Regions from separate parts of the Urocitellus parryii genome. Here region 1 is linked to region 2. The links are chromatin contacts, called in public Hi-C maps. All regions are on one chromosome and are shown on one strand. Each heading gives the region's core, a stretch centred on a gene start, on an enhancer-like site or on the middle of the called end of the contact. The rest is flanking DNA. Distances are from core to core; before and after follow the strand shown.

Evidence for each region. A called contact is a pair of places that touch in the nucleus more often than the background predicts.
Region 1: a contact with region 2 is called in a Hi-C map of muscle, with 4 times the contacts expected there. The contact joins the promoter of Tbc1d23 here to the promoter of Cmss1 in region 2. A contact is called at or near these places in 2 of 2 Hi-C or Micro-C datasets (liver and muscle).

The regions. Positions count from the first base shown.
Region 1 is chr2:149,177,407-149,183,962 of mUroPar1.hap1, reverse strand. It overlaps Tbc1d23 (TBC1 domain family member 23), which reads right to left and starts at 1,895. Exons shown (of 19, transcript XM_026402433.2): 1 at 1,671-1,895. The coding sequence starts at 1,723.
Region 2 is chr2:148,779,612-148,786,476 of mUroPar1.hap1, reverse strand. It overlaps Cmss1 (cms1 ribosomal small subunit homolog), which reads right to left and starts at 4,729. Exons shown (of 10, transcript XM_026402410.2): 1 at 4,579-4,729. The coding sequence starts at 4,642.

The sequences.
Region 1 (6,556 bases), core at 646-3,145, 400 kb before region 2:
AGTGCCTCACTCATGCTAAGCAAGCTCTCTACCACTAGCCACAACTCCAGCCCCTCCCATTTTAATCTGAATTTGTACTACCCAATATTTTAGCTACTAGCCACCTGTAAACATTTATCATTTGAAGTGTAGCTAGACCAAATTGAGATGTAGACTAAATGCAAATTGTACATTGGATTTTGAAGGCTTAGATAAAAATAAAAGATGCAAAAATTGTTTTTTAACAATGATTGTATGTTGAAATAACATGTTGATGTATTCGACTAAACAAAATAGATTATTAAAGCTAATTTCCACTGTTTATTTTTAGTCTTTAATGAGACTAACAGAAAAATTCTAAATTACATGTGTGGTTCACATTATATTTCTTTTGGACAGAGTTCTTGTAAATCCCACTCATTCTCCAAAGTCTGATTCAAAAACCACTGCTTCCATGAAGCTTTCCCCCATGACTCCAAGAAGTGTTTTTTGCCCCCTCTTTTATTAACACGCCCAAAGAATGAGATTAATTTTACCTTGTTATTTAGTGTGCCTGTCACAGTTCCCCAACTCTAACATAAGCAAACTAAACAAAGAAGCTATATTTAGGTCAAGTTTTCCTCCTAAACCTTGTAGAGAATACAAGTACAAAGGGAATGCTTGATGTCTGCTAATGGAAAGTTGAATTTCTCAATTACCACATTGTTTATTTCTTTTAACTATTTCCATTTCTTCCCTGGGATTTAAGATGTCTGTCAATGTTTTCTATAGCTTTTAGGTACAGAGAATGTCAGTGGGATGTACAATTATAAACAAGAAAACCCAAAAATAATATGTGTGATCAACACATTTAGATCAACTGTAAAAATTACACAAGCCTCTAAGTGTTCCTTTAAAGAAAATTATGCTAGGGAGCACTGTACTGAGAATAGCAACTATTTCAAAAGTAGGAGAGTTTCCCAAAGATTAAGGACACTGGGTGAGTAATGCCTACCAAGCATTACTGGAGGTCCTTCCCAAAGCCATAGCTATAAATCAGGTAAGCATGCAAAGGGTTGGGAGCAGCGAGAATAAAGTCCCATGGGGATCCAAAGATATGAAATCAAGAGAGAGAGAGAGAGAGAGAGAGAGAGAGAGAGAGAGAGAGAGAAATGGCACAAACTGTTGGAAGACGAATCGAGATTAAAAAAAAAACGGAAGATAAAAATTATTTTAAGTGTGGGGAAGAAATCTTTTCTGGGAGTCTCTCTCAACCTCTGAACCCCTAGGCAAAGGTCGTGTTGGTAATTTCAAAAGGGCTTTTCTCCAACTGGTATTCGAGTACCTTAGATTTTATCCAAGAAACTTCCTTCTTAACCTGCCTACTCCAACTCCTGCAGCCAGAGACACTGGCCAAATCTAGCCTGAAGCCTCCCTCTCCAGCACATTTTGGAGGCCGGGGACTAAGTAGGGACCAGACTGAGGCCGAGCAACTGGACGACACACCCCCCGAGTCTGGACCCAGCCCCTAGAGCAGGACCCGGCAGCGAGAGGGGAGCCGACAGGCAGAGGGGGCGGGGCAGGGCACCAGACTTCGCCAGAACGGGTCTTTTTTGTTCCGTGCCGGCACCACCCGGTGCCTTAGGGACAAGCAGGTTGGTGAGAAGAAAGAATAAGGAGCCAGTGAGAAGCAGTCCTGAGCTCTCACTCACCAGCCGTCGCCGCTCAACGTAGGCAGTGGCTGGACCTCTTCTCCTTCCGCCATTGCTGTTGACGTCCACGTCACTTTGCCGAAAAGTGGACCTGGCGCAGAGACAGACTCTAAGACCCAACGTCGTAAAAGGTCTTCGGAAGTCCGGAACTGAGCTTCTCCGGAGCGAAAGAAAGAGGGAGGAGGCAAGGGGAAGGTAGAACGTAACGTCAGGACGTCCCGAGGGCGAAACGCAGCGTCAAGTGCTGTAGGGTGGAGACTAGGTGAAGGCAGCTACACCAAAAACTACAGGTCCCAGGATGCCACGCGGCCGGACGAACAGAGTGGGCGGGGCCTCGTAGGGACGCTCGTCGCGCTAGGCGGCCAGTAAGTGTCCAGCGTCCCTGCGTGGCGTCCAGTTAGCTTCTTCACTCCAACTTGGCGTCGAACTTAAAGAGTTGGTAGTCCTGACTAGTGGAGAGAGGAGGGGAAGTGAGGATTCACACAGGGAATGTGGGCGTAAAAGCAGACCCACGTTGCAGTAATTTACTCTCTAACAACTACATTTGAGGGAAAAGTAGGATGTAAGAAAAAAGCACCCCACCCCTATTTGTGGGACCCGGTCAAAACTACAAACGGAGGTCTGCATACTTTAAATATTTAAAAGTTATTAAAACAAGCTAAATAGTAAGGAGAATACGTCCTGCCTTAAAAATATCTTCTAACAGCTTGGAAGTTCAAGTCCAACTTTAGAATTCTGGAACTGTAATTCCTTATAGGGACAGAGAAAAAGACCTTTCCTTTTCCACCCCATGTCCGCTTTACTTGGGCTTCCACGTGTAAGCTCCGCCCACACTACCGGTCCTACCCAACCCTTGCTCCGCTACCTTGGACACCGTAGGGGGCCCTAAGACGGGCGCACACACCAAAGGACAAACCAAGAAATGTTTTTGTAAGCCCTGGAAACAATGATGAGTAGAACTGCATGTAACAACATGGATAAGTTGATTTGTCAATTCAATAAATTTACTGACTGACTACCATACATTAATAAAACAACAAAAATTAAATCCTAGTCTTCACTTTGAAAAACAAATGGACACAACAGGTTACAGAAGGATGGTGTCATTCATATTTGGTGCTAAAAACAAGACCATAGGGGCTGGGATTGTGGCTCAGTGGTAGAGTGCTAGCCTGACAAGTATGAGGCACTAGGTTCTCTCCTCGGCACCATATAAAAATAAATAAATAAAATGAAGGTATTGTGTCCTACTATATATATATATTTTTTTTTACACACCCAAGACCATATATTATAGATGTATATGTGCTTTTAAAAATGAAGGGGATGATATATAGGAAAATGAGAATGTTAGTTATTTTTGAAGTGAGGAGGAAATAACTTTAAGTAATTTTTTCTTTTTTTTTTTTTTTTTTTTTTTGAGAGATGGAGTCTGCCTATGTTACCCAGGCTGACCTTCACTCCAGGCAGGTATAAAACTCCTGGGCTCAAGTGACCCTCCTGCTTCTGCCTCCCAAGTACCTAGAATTATAGGTGCCCACCACCATGCTCAGCTTAAATTTTTAATGTATTTCTTAAAAGCTGAGAAGTGACTACATAGATGTTCGGTATCCCTCGTATAATTTATATTTCACAATCTAAAATGTTTTATAATTTAAAAATCTATTTGATTTAAGTAAACACAAAATAGTACAGCTAGTTCATTTATAACCAAAAATGTGTTCCCTCTGTTTCCAAAAGGCACATCATACAGAGCTGCAAGTTATTGCATTCACTCCAAGCCCCAGATCCCTGAGTGATCCTTCATTGGGGAAAATTCCTTTTAACACAAAATGAGAATTTAGATGCATATTATAAAAAAAATAAGAGGTATGAATCTAGGTCAAATTATCTTAACATTCAGGACCTCTGCTGGGTCCCTTCAGTTGTGCCAGTAGGTTTTCAGAAGGTTTTCTAAAATGGGTTACAAACTGTTCAGAGAGTGATGTGACAAGGAGTTGTTCACAGGTTAGGGTGATTTTAATCCTCAATTATAATTCATTTTGATTGTAATCAAATTAGTGACTGCCTTACAGTCTGGTAAAAATAAAATTATGTTACTGAAAATTTATCAGTTGATGTTTTCAAGCAGTTCTTCATTCTGTAAAAGTAAAGTCAAAAACTTCTGATTTTAGTGAATTAAAATGTTTTGAACAAAATTATAAAAAAGAAATTAAAATATTGTTCATCTATTGTATGGTGTTTGGTGCCATAAAATTATGTAATTTATGCTGTTTATAAGTAATTAATTAACACTTAATTCACGCTATGTAGTCGATTATCAATAAATATTTGGTAAATGAACTAAGGGATTTCTTTTGAAATATTTTTGGAATGGATGAAGCCATTCACCAATAAAGAAATGGCTGGCTGGGAACAGGGTTAAGATTGTTATATTAGTGTAATAGAGTTTTCTTCTTGCTGGCCCTCAAACTACTAGGTTCAACTGATTCTCTTGCCCAAATTTCCTAAATAGCTGGGATGACAAGCACACAACATTGTGCTTGACTTCCTCATTTTTCATCATATTATCATAGCATTTGTTAAAGGAGATGATCATAGCTCTGATCATTTATTCCATATTCATGCAAACTTTTCATGACTTTTGTGTATTGTTAATAATAAAGACCTAGTAAGAGGTACTAATCTATTTCTGCATAACAAATTACCCCAAAACTTAATTACTTAAAGGAATGAACACTTATTATCTCAAAATTTCTGTGTACCAGGAATTTAGAAGCAGCTTAGCTGGATGGTCTGATTCAGAGTCATTTTAAGTCACAATCAAAATATTTGCCAATATTTCAGTCATGCGGTCAACTGAAGGCTTCACTGAGGCTAAAATATCCTCTTCCATGACCACTCACTCATATGCTTGACAAATTAGGGTTAGCTGTTGGCAGGATACCTCTGGTCCTCCCCAATGAATCTATCAATGGACTTCTCAAATGTCCTCCTGACATAGTGACTGTCTTCCCCCAGAGTAAGGATTCAACAGAAACCAAGGTAAGAACCACAATATTTTTTTATGACCTAGCCTCAGAAGTCACACCCCATCATTTCTGCAATATCCTATTGGTCAGCTCCATTCAATGTGGGAGGGAACTATACAAGGGTTTGAATACTCAAAGGCAAGAATCACAGAGGCCATCCCAGAGGCTGGCTGTCACATGAGGCAGCATTAAATCCTTCACATTCTTAATTATTCAATCAAATTCCCTCCCTAAGATCTCCACTCATATCATTTCTACCCTCTTGAGGTTCTACCTCCTCTGAACTTGTAAAGGACTATAAGCAAGTCCTCTCATCTGGGCACTGAATTATACAGCATTTTCTATTCTTTAACTCTGAGAATGGTAGCCATTTTTAAGTTGTTTTGTAGACTCCACTACAACAAATGCAGAGCTAAAAGTATTGATGGAGACCAAATGTTTTTGTTAAATAACAAAATACTGATTTTTGTTTCTACAGATATTATGTGAGAGTTTCAGAATTCTAAACTTTCCAGAAATTTTCCTTTTTATCTTGCAAGGATAAAGGTTTTCACAATTATCAAAATTATTTCATTTATTTGTAACTTTAAAATTCCATCAGTAACTTCATTCCAAGGCTCTTTAAACTATTGAAGTCTAACATTTAATTTAATGATGAACAAAACCAAGTTAATTCCCATTCACAGATGACAAGTGAACAGTTGGCAGCAATTTCAACATCTGCTTTTAATTTATTTAAAAGTGTTGAGAAAACAGTGATAAAAAGAAATGGAAACCATAATATTTTTCCATTATCCTTCTAGTAGTTGTTTTTGCTAATTAAGGTTGAGTTTTAATAGGTTATGTAGATGAACCCAAAGTAAACATTTGGATAGCAATTGACCCATTGTTGAGTTTGGAATGTGCTTTAATGTGGGAGCCTATTTTACCCTTTCCTGATTCCACATTTGTTCCCAAATGTTCCACACAAAAGGCTCTTACTTATGTTGAGTCATTCCCGGTTGGAAATGGGGTAATAAACAGTACATTAGATGGAACTAGACAGAGTTTTATTCTTATTTCTTTCTTTTTTCTTTGATACAGGATCTTGCTATGCTACCCAGGCTGGCTTCAAACTCCTGGGATCAAGCAATCCTCCCTCCTCAGGCTGCCAAGTAGCTGAAAATAGAGACGTGCCACCATGCCTACCTTCAGACATAGTTTTTAAAAACTTCTTTCTTTTTGTGAATTAATACCCTAAGAAGACACACATACTTACTCTGCAAACAGTATCCTTTAGACAATGACAGTGATGTATTTTCAGTATAATCTGTTTCCATTCGTCTCAGGCACTTGCACTTACTTCTCTTTTCAAGTATATGTCTTGCCAAATAAAATAGTTAGGAAGGAGCCATCTACAGTAACTGGATGGAATTATATAACACATTTTTAACAATATGTTTATAAAGTGTATTATAATTCCTATAAATATGTTACTTACAGACTGATTTCTACTAAATTTCTACTGATTTCATGCTAAACTATACAGCTTATCATTGTCATTTCAATATTTCAAATTCACATGGAAAGAATATAATTTTCTTAAAAAGAATTCTTAAGATATCATGAATATGAAAGTGACTAGAGATGCAAAAGTATCCAAAAGTTAGATAAAGAATTTCTTCTCTATAATTTTGTTCTCACTTTTTTCTGGTAATTAACAACAAGTCCTATTGTTAATTCCCACCTATAAACTGAAAACCCCTATGTCTTTATTTCCAAACCTGGCCCTTTTTTTGCCCTCTGCATCTGTAAATCCAGCCATCTACCTGGTGTTGACACCAGGATGACCCCAAAACACTAAGAACTCAACAT
Region 2 (6,865 bases), core at 3,480-5,979:
CACTAATTTGTTTACATACTTATTGTCTACAACTGTCTTTGTACTGCAACAGCACAGTTCAGTAGTTCCAACAGTTGGTTAACAGATCTGCAAAGCCTAAAGTTTTTACAAAAGGCAACTTAACCAAAATGTTTGCTGACCCCATGACCTAGTGTGAACTACACTAACGAAGAACTCAGGAATAAGAATTAAGTAGAGCTCATTGACTATATTTCTTTCTTTTTTTAATATTTATTTTTTAGTTATAGGTGGACACAACATCTTTATTTTTATGTGGTGCTGAGGATCAAACCCAGTGCCTCACACATGGTAGGCAAGTGCTCTACTTCTGAGCCACAATCCCAGCCCCACTGATTATAATTCTTAAAAATAATACTTAAGCAATTTAAGAATTCAATTAAGAATTCTGTGAAAAATGAAATAAAAGAAAACTATATTTCAGCTATTTGTTATTCTTAGTAAAATGTATAATTCTATGAATGCATCTAAAGTTTTCAACCAAAGAACATTAAGACAGATCAAAGGATTTTGCCAATAATGTATTTTTGTATTTGTTGTTGAATCTGAGAGGGGAATACCATATTTATGAGTGGTATTTTTCAAATCCTCATGGACACTTAGCAAAATTATAGCAGGAACTGTATATGATTTGAAGAAAGACATGTATACCTGTACCTTTTAAACTTTCACAATTGTTGTCAAGAACCACTCATTTTATTATTTGCAAGAATCATGAAAATTACTTATACTAAAGTAAAAACTAGCCAATGAAGGTTATCTGTTAAAAGTTTTCAGGTACAGAACAACGACAAATAATGTAGCCATCTTTTTCTCTTCTCTTTCCTTTACCTTGCTTTTTAAAATTCATCCTGCCTCTGTTTTTTGCTCTGAATGTCTGTCTCAATGTCATGTGCATTTTGACTGAACCACATCAATGTGTAAATCCTACAACACAAGCTGATTTAATTTAATTTAATTTAAGCTGATTTAAGTTTTCCCCCCTCTAATTCTAGTTCTGTTGGTGTTAGTGCTAAGCTGAATAAACAATTTTGAGAATGATGCACCCTGAAAGTTGATTCTCTGTTGAATGTTGTCATCATCTACTGTAAATATTCCAAGTCTGAATTTTATATGTACAGGGAATGCCTTACAACATCTACAATGCAAAGCTGTATATAAAATTAATGCTGCAAAAGTCTCACTTTGGTGTAAAAGAGTAAACCGAATAAAACCAACCCACTTATTCAGCTAAAGGAAAGGGCCAAGTGTTCCCCTACGCCATCATTTCCAGAAGAAATTCAGCAAAAAGTCGTAGGAATTGAAAAAAGAATCACAAATATTTTATTCAGTTGTGAAACATTAACAAATTAGTTAACAAATACTGAATGAGTAGTGTTGTTTTGTTGTTGTTGTTGTTGTTTGTACCAGGGATTGAACCCAGGTGCACTTTACCACTGAGCAACATCTCCAGCCCTTTTTATTTTTTATTTTGAGACAGTGTGTCATTAAATTGCTGAGGAGGGCTTTGAACTTTTGATCTTCCTGCCTCGGCCTCCTGAGTTGCTGGGATTACAGGTGTGCATCATTGAGCTCCACTACAGAATGAGTGCTTTCCATGTGTCCATATACTACTCTAGGCCCTGAGAATAAAGAGCAAAAAATGAGAAAAACAAAATCCCTGCTCACCTGGAGCCTACATTCTAGTGTTGAGAGAGAGTAATAATTTAACAAGAAAAATAACAGTTGGTGCTCAATGCTTTGTGGAGAATCATAATACAGTGGGAATGTCACAGAACCACTGGATGGCTATTCTAGACTAGCTGACCAGGAAGTGCCTTTTTAAGTAGATTATGTCTGAACTGATTTTTTTTTAAAAGAGAGAGAGAGAGAATTTTTTAATATTTATTTTTTAGTATTCGGTGGACACAACATCTTTGTTTGTATGTGGTGCTGAGGATCGAACCCGGGCTGCAAGCATGCCTGGCGAGCATGCTACCACTTGAGCCACATCCCCAGCCCCAATTTCCATAGTCTTTGAGAAAAGTAAGTGGTATTCTTTATTACTAACGCTACCGCTTGAGCCACATCCCCAGCCCTGAACTGATTTCTTAATGCTAAGAAAGAGCCAGTCATTTGAAAACAGAACAGCTATTACAAAGGGCTGAATCAGAATAAGCATTGCCGGTTGAGAAACAGAATGAAGGCCAGTGTGCTGAGGCAGTGTAAACTAGTGGGCAATAAGTTATAATTCTAGCAAGTAGGCAGCTACATTGGAGTTACACTGTGTGGCAGGGAAAAGCCACTGAAGAAGGTGAACAGGTTTCTGAGTGAGAAACAAAGTTTAACTGGAAACTGTTAAATTATTGCAGTGGTAAAGACAAACAAGGATAGCCAGCGTGGTAGCATACGCCTGCAATCCCAGTGGTTCAGGAAGCTGACACAGAAGGATCTGGAGTTCAAAGCCAGCATCGGCAACAGCGAGGCACGAAGCAACTCAGTGAGACCCTGTCTCTAAATAAAATACAAAATAGGGGTGAGGATGTGATTAGGTGATTGAGTACCCCTGAGTTCAATCCCCAGTACCCACTCCTCAAAAAAAGACAAACAAGGATAATATTGTGTACTCCAATGGAGAAAAAGGCAAAGACTCAGGCTGTCTTTTGGAGATAACAGGACTCCATATATAAAATGTGAGGGAGAAAGGGAAGAAATGAACAAATCAAGATGTTACTAAGCCTTGTGAAGTTGGATAGGTGGTGGCAAAATTTACTGAAATAGGTAAGTATGGAGAAAAAGAAGGTTTGGGGAGGGGCTGGGGTTGTGGCTTAGTGGGAGAATGCTTGCCTAACACACATGGGTCGCTGGGTTTGATCCCCAGCACCACATTAAAAAACTAAATAAGTGAAATAAAGGTATTGTGTCCATCTACAAATAAAAATATTTTTTTTTAAAAAAAGAAGGATTGAGGAATAATGCAGCACTTGGGTCTTATTTACATTTGACATCCCTATTAAATAACTAAAAAAAGACTTCAAAAAGGCAGTCAGGTAGTTGAGCCTTGAGTTCCAGGTTCACATCTGAATTATAAGCAAAGAGGTGGCATTCAAAGCTTAGTAGCAGCTGGGCATGGTGACAAATGCCTGTAATCCCAGAGGCTAGGGAGGCTGAGGCAGGAGGATCTCAAATTTAAGGCCAACCTCAGCAGCAAGGCCTTGAGCAACTTAGCAAGAGACCCTGCCTCAAAATAAAAAAATAAAAAGGGCTGGGGTGTGGCTCAGTTGTTAAGTGCTCCTGGGTTAGGTCCCTGGTACCAAAAAAAAAAAAAAAAAAAAAAAAACAGGCTTAATAGAAATGCTGCTTATCTACCTTGAGCAAACTATGGGAGTCTGAAGGTTCTCAAATACACTTCCGTAACAATGATGTGTAGAAAAGGGTTTACAAATAATGTCTCTTGAAATCAATAAGGAGTTATTGTTTTAGATGAGATCCTTACTTTTGATAAGTAGAATAATTATGAGAAACAAAAGCGTGCAGACTCTGGGTTCAAATGGCCTACAAGTGAATTCCAGCTCCTCACTCACCAACACTGGACAAATTACTTTTCAGTGCAACTTCCTCACTTCTAGAATGAGTATAACAGCGGTGACTACCCAATGGTGCATTGATGAAGATTAAATAAGATCATGCATGCAAAGCTTTCAAAACAGTATCTGGCACACAGTAAGCACTCAACAAATGCCAAGCTGCTATTATCACCTACCATCTCCAGGCACTGTTCACAGAAGTGTCTTAACACTGCAGTTTTCTAGTTAGATGCTTGGTAAGAAGGGGCATCACACACTTAAAAGTGAGTTATTTAATGTTACTCAGGGTAATATGTCCACAGCATCTGGAATAAGTATACAGTAGCACAGCAGGGTAAAAACCGTTCAAACTGTGTTACTTGAATTCTACTCTTGTTTCTGACACAAACTTGCTATGTGAACTTGTCAAGTTACTTAACATCTTTAGGGCAGGTTTCCTATCTGTAGAATAGGTGAGTTTAAAGGAATGATCTCTATTTAAACCCATTTCCAGGTCGAATATCCTAGATTACATGAAGAGAGCAAGAAAAACAATAGCTTATATTTACTATGCCTATATGTGTGCCAAGTGCTGTATCAAAGTGCACAACTTGCAGTATCTTCATTTAATCTTCACAACTTGATGAAATAGACATTATTATTACTTTGACTTTACAGATGAGGAAAAGGAGCCCAAAGTATTAGAATACCAGAGTCACGATTTGAATTGAAACCATTTGAACCTAGTGCAGGGATTTTCTTTAACCACGAGGCAAAACTGCCTCTCCTCATGAAAACTGTGGTCCAGCCTCAAAGGGAAAAAAAAAATAAAAAGTTAAAGAAACACAGGGCTTGGAAAAGGTTCTTGAATGACAGACGGGCAGATCTGCGTTGAGGGCACGCATGTGGCACCCACCGCTTCCCTGGCCGGATCTGCCGACTAGAAGCGGCGCGGCTTAGGTACTCGGCAAGGCTCGCAGGAGGAGGCCCCGCGGGAGCGCGGGCAGAGTGGTACCTGGGCTGCTGTCTGCTCCTGCCGGCTGCTTCTCCCACCACTCGTCTCCAAGGTCGTCTGCCATCTCCGCGCGGGACTCGACGCGAACAGACCACGCGAAGGGGGCCAGGGACACCGGAACGCTCTTGGGAGCCGGCAGCCGGCGTCACTGCACTCGCAGCTCTGGGCGACCCCGCCGGCCCCGCCCCGCGGCGATGACGTCACAACTCCGCCCCGCCTCTCCAGCTGCGGTCAGAATGTCAAGGCAGTTTCCACGCCCGCGCTGCTGCACCGGAACCACCCGAAAACGCAAAGTAAATCCCGCCAGAGCATGAAAAGGCGTAAAAGACGAAAGTTGATTATCAATTGTCATGACTTCTTTCAAATTTCTTGGTTTAAGTTTCATTTTTGTCTAAAAGATCGTGTTGAAAGTGTGAGACACGACACTAAGACAACTTCTCTCTGATTGGTTTCAAAGAACTTGTGGCCCGCCGGAGGAGATCGGAGCACGTGGGTGTGTTTTCACTTGTGTCAGTCTGGGGCGTTTGTGTGCTTGTGCAGTTTGCTCTTGGAAAACGTGCGGGAAACGGACGTGGTAGCGAATGCCTGTAATCCCAGCAACTCGGGAGGCTGAGAGGCTGAGGCCGGAGGATCTCAAATTCAAAGCCATCCTCGGCAACTTAGTGAGGCCCTGTCACAAATAAGGTAATTATATGAAAGGGGTTGAGTCTAGTGGTAGAGCGCCCCTGGGTTCAATGCCCTGGGGCGGGGGCTAGGGGGACGGTGAAAGAAAGGAGAGAGAGCAGAGTGCGCAGGAAAGTGATGTGAGCACTACTCTTTTTATATAGGACTAAGAAAAATGTGAGGAGTCAGGAAAGGCTCTCCCACAGAAAGAAGTGACCCCACAGATTTGGAAATCACCTTCCACCTTTCGGTTGTGTTCCCCCCTTCACCTCCGCACCCTCTTGCTTGCATCCCACCCCATCCCTCGTTTTGGGAAACGAAGGAAGAAGGAAGTTGCTCACTTATAGGTGAGAGATATCATGCTGCTTTTCTGACACCCAATGTGAAATGGCAGGGATGAAAGGAAAACCTGCAGGGCACCAAATGCTGAGGCCAGCTGCATAATAATTGTGGACAATATTTTTCAGGACAGTCTTCCTACACACAGGTAGAAATCATACAAAATAAATTAAGTGTACGCAATGTGCCTAACCACTTGCAATAGTGATTTAAAGATGAGTAGAATATGTTCCACCTTCCAGATGTTACAAAGTAGAATAGAAGAAAGAGAACTTGTAAGGATAAAGTTCTAGACTTTGGAAATTACAAGACAGGGAAATTTAAACTGCTGAGGGTAGGAATAGCCACATGCAGAAAATTACCCCAAATCCACCCAATAGGAGATATATTAATGTGTTACTTTAACAATATATTACAGATATCCTAACAGGAGGGTTCTTGGTATAAATGTGGCAAATGTCAAATAATCTGTAATCATCAAAAATAATGCGTCTTTCATGAGAAAATGCAGATGACAGGAGGTCTTGGCAGTTAATAGATTACTGAAAAGCAAAGTCAGATTTAAAAAATATGACTTTGGAAAAGGAAGTGGCATGGCCAATGTTACTGTGCAGTATGGATAATAGATTTGATCAGAGCTTCCTATATGGCATGGGTAAGCTAAGGTTCTGATCCACAGTCTTTGGGGTCAGCAGAATCCCTGGGCCAATTGCCCTGGGTTTAGCACCACCTCATCTCTTCCCTCTGGTGTTATACAAATGTTTTCTGTGGATGCCATGATGTGAAACAGTAAGAACTTAACAGAAAGAACTTCATGAAGGCACACCATAAAATGAACAAGGTTTAATCAGGGCACAGTTCCTTAAATGAATTTCGGGAAGCCCCTGATTTGAACTTTTGTATCATGTAGACAATGATAATGGTAGCAATAAAAATGAGAGCATATTCTACATACCTCTCTAAGTACTTTATATGTTAATTCATCTAAACATCATGTGTTGGATTTGATGTTTCCATTTGTCACCCTCTACCTTTTTAATCAGATTTGGGTTTTGCAAATTGGAGGCAGTAGTAAGAAATCAAAGTATGAGAGAACAATGATGCCCCAACCTGTCCTGTTTTCAATGCTAGGACTAGAGTGAGGCAAGCAGAGGCCTGTGACATCACATTTAAGGAGATGTTTGCTCAGGGTAACACTGGCGCAAAATGAGAGAGAAGAACTTCAATTTTGTGCCTGCCTCACCTTGTTCCTCATCCTGGTCCCTTTACTGAAGGCCACAGCTCC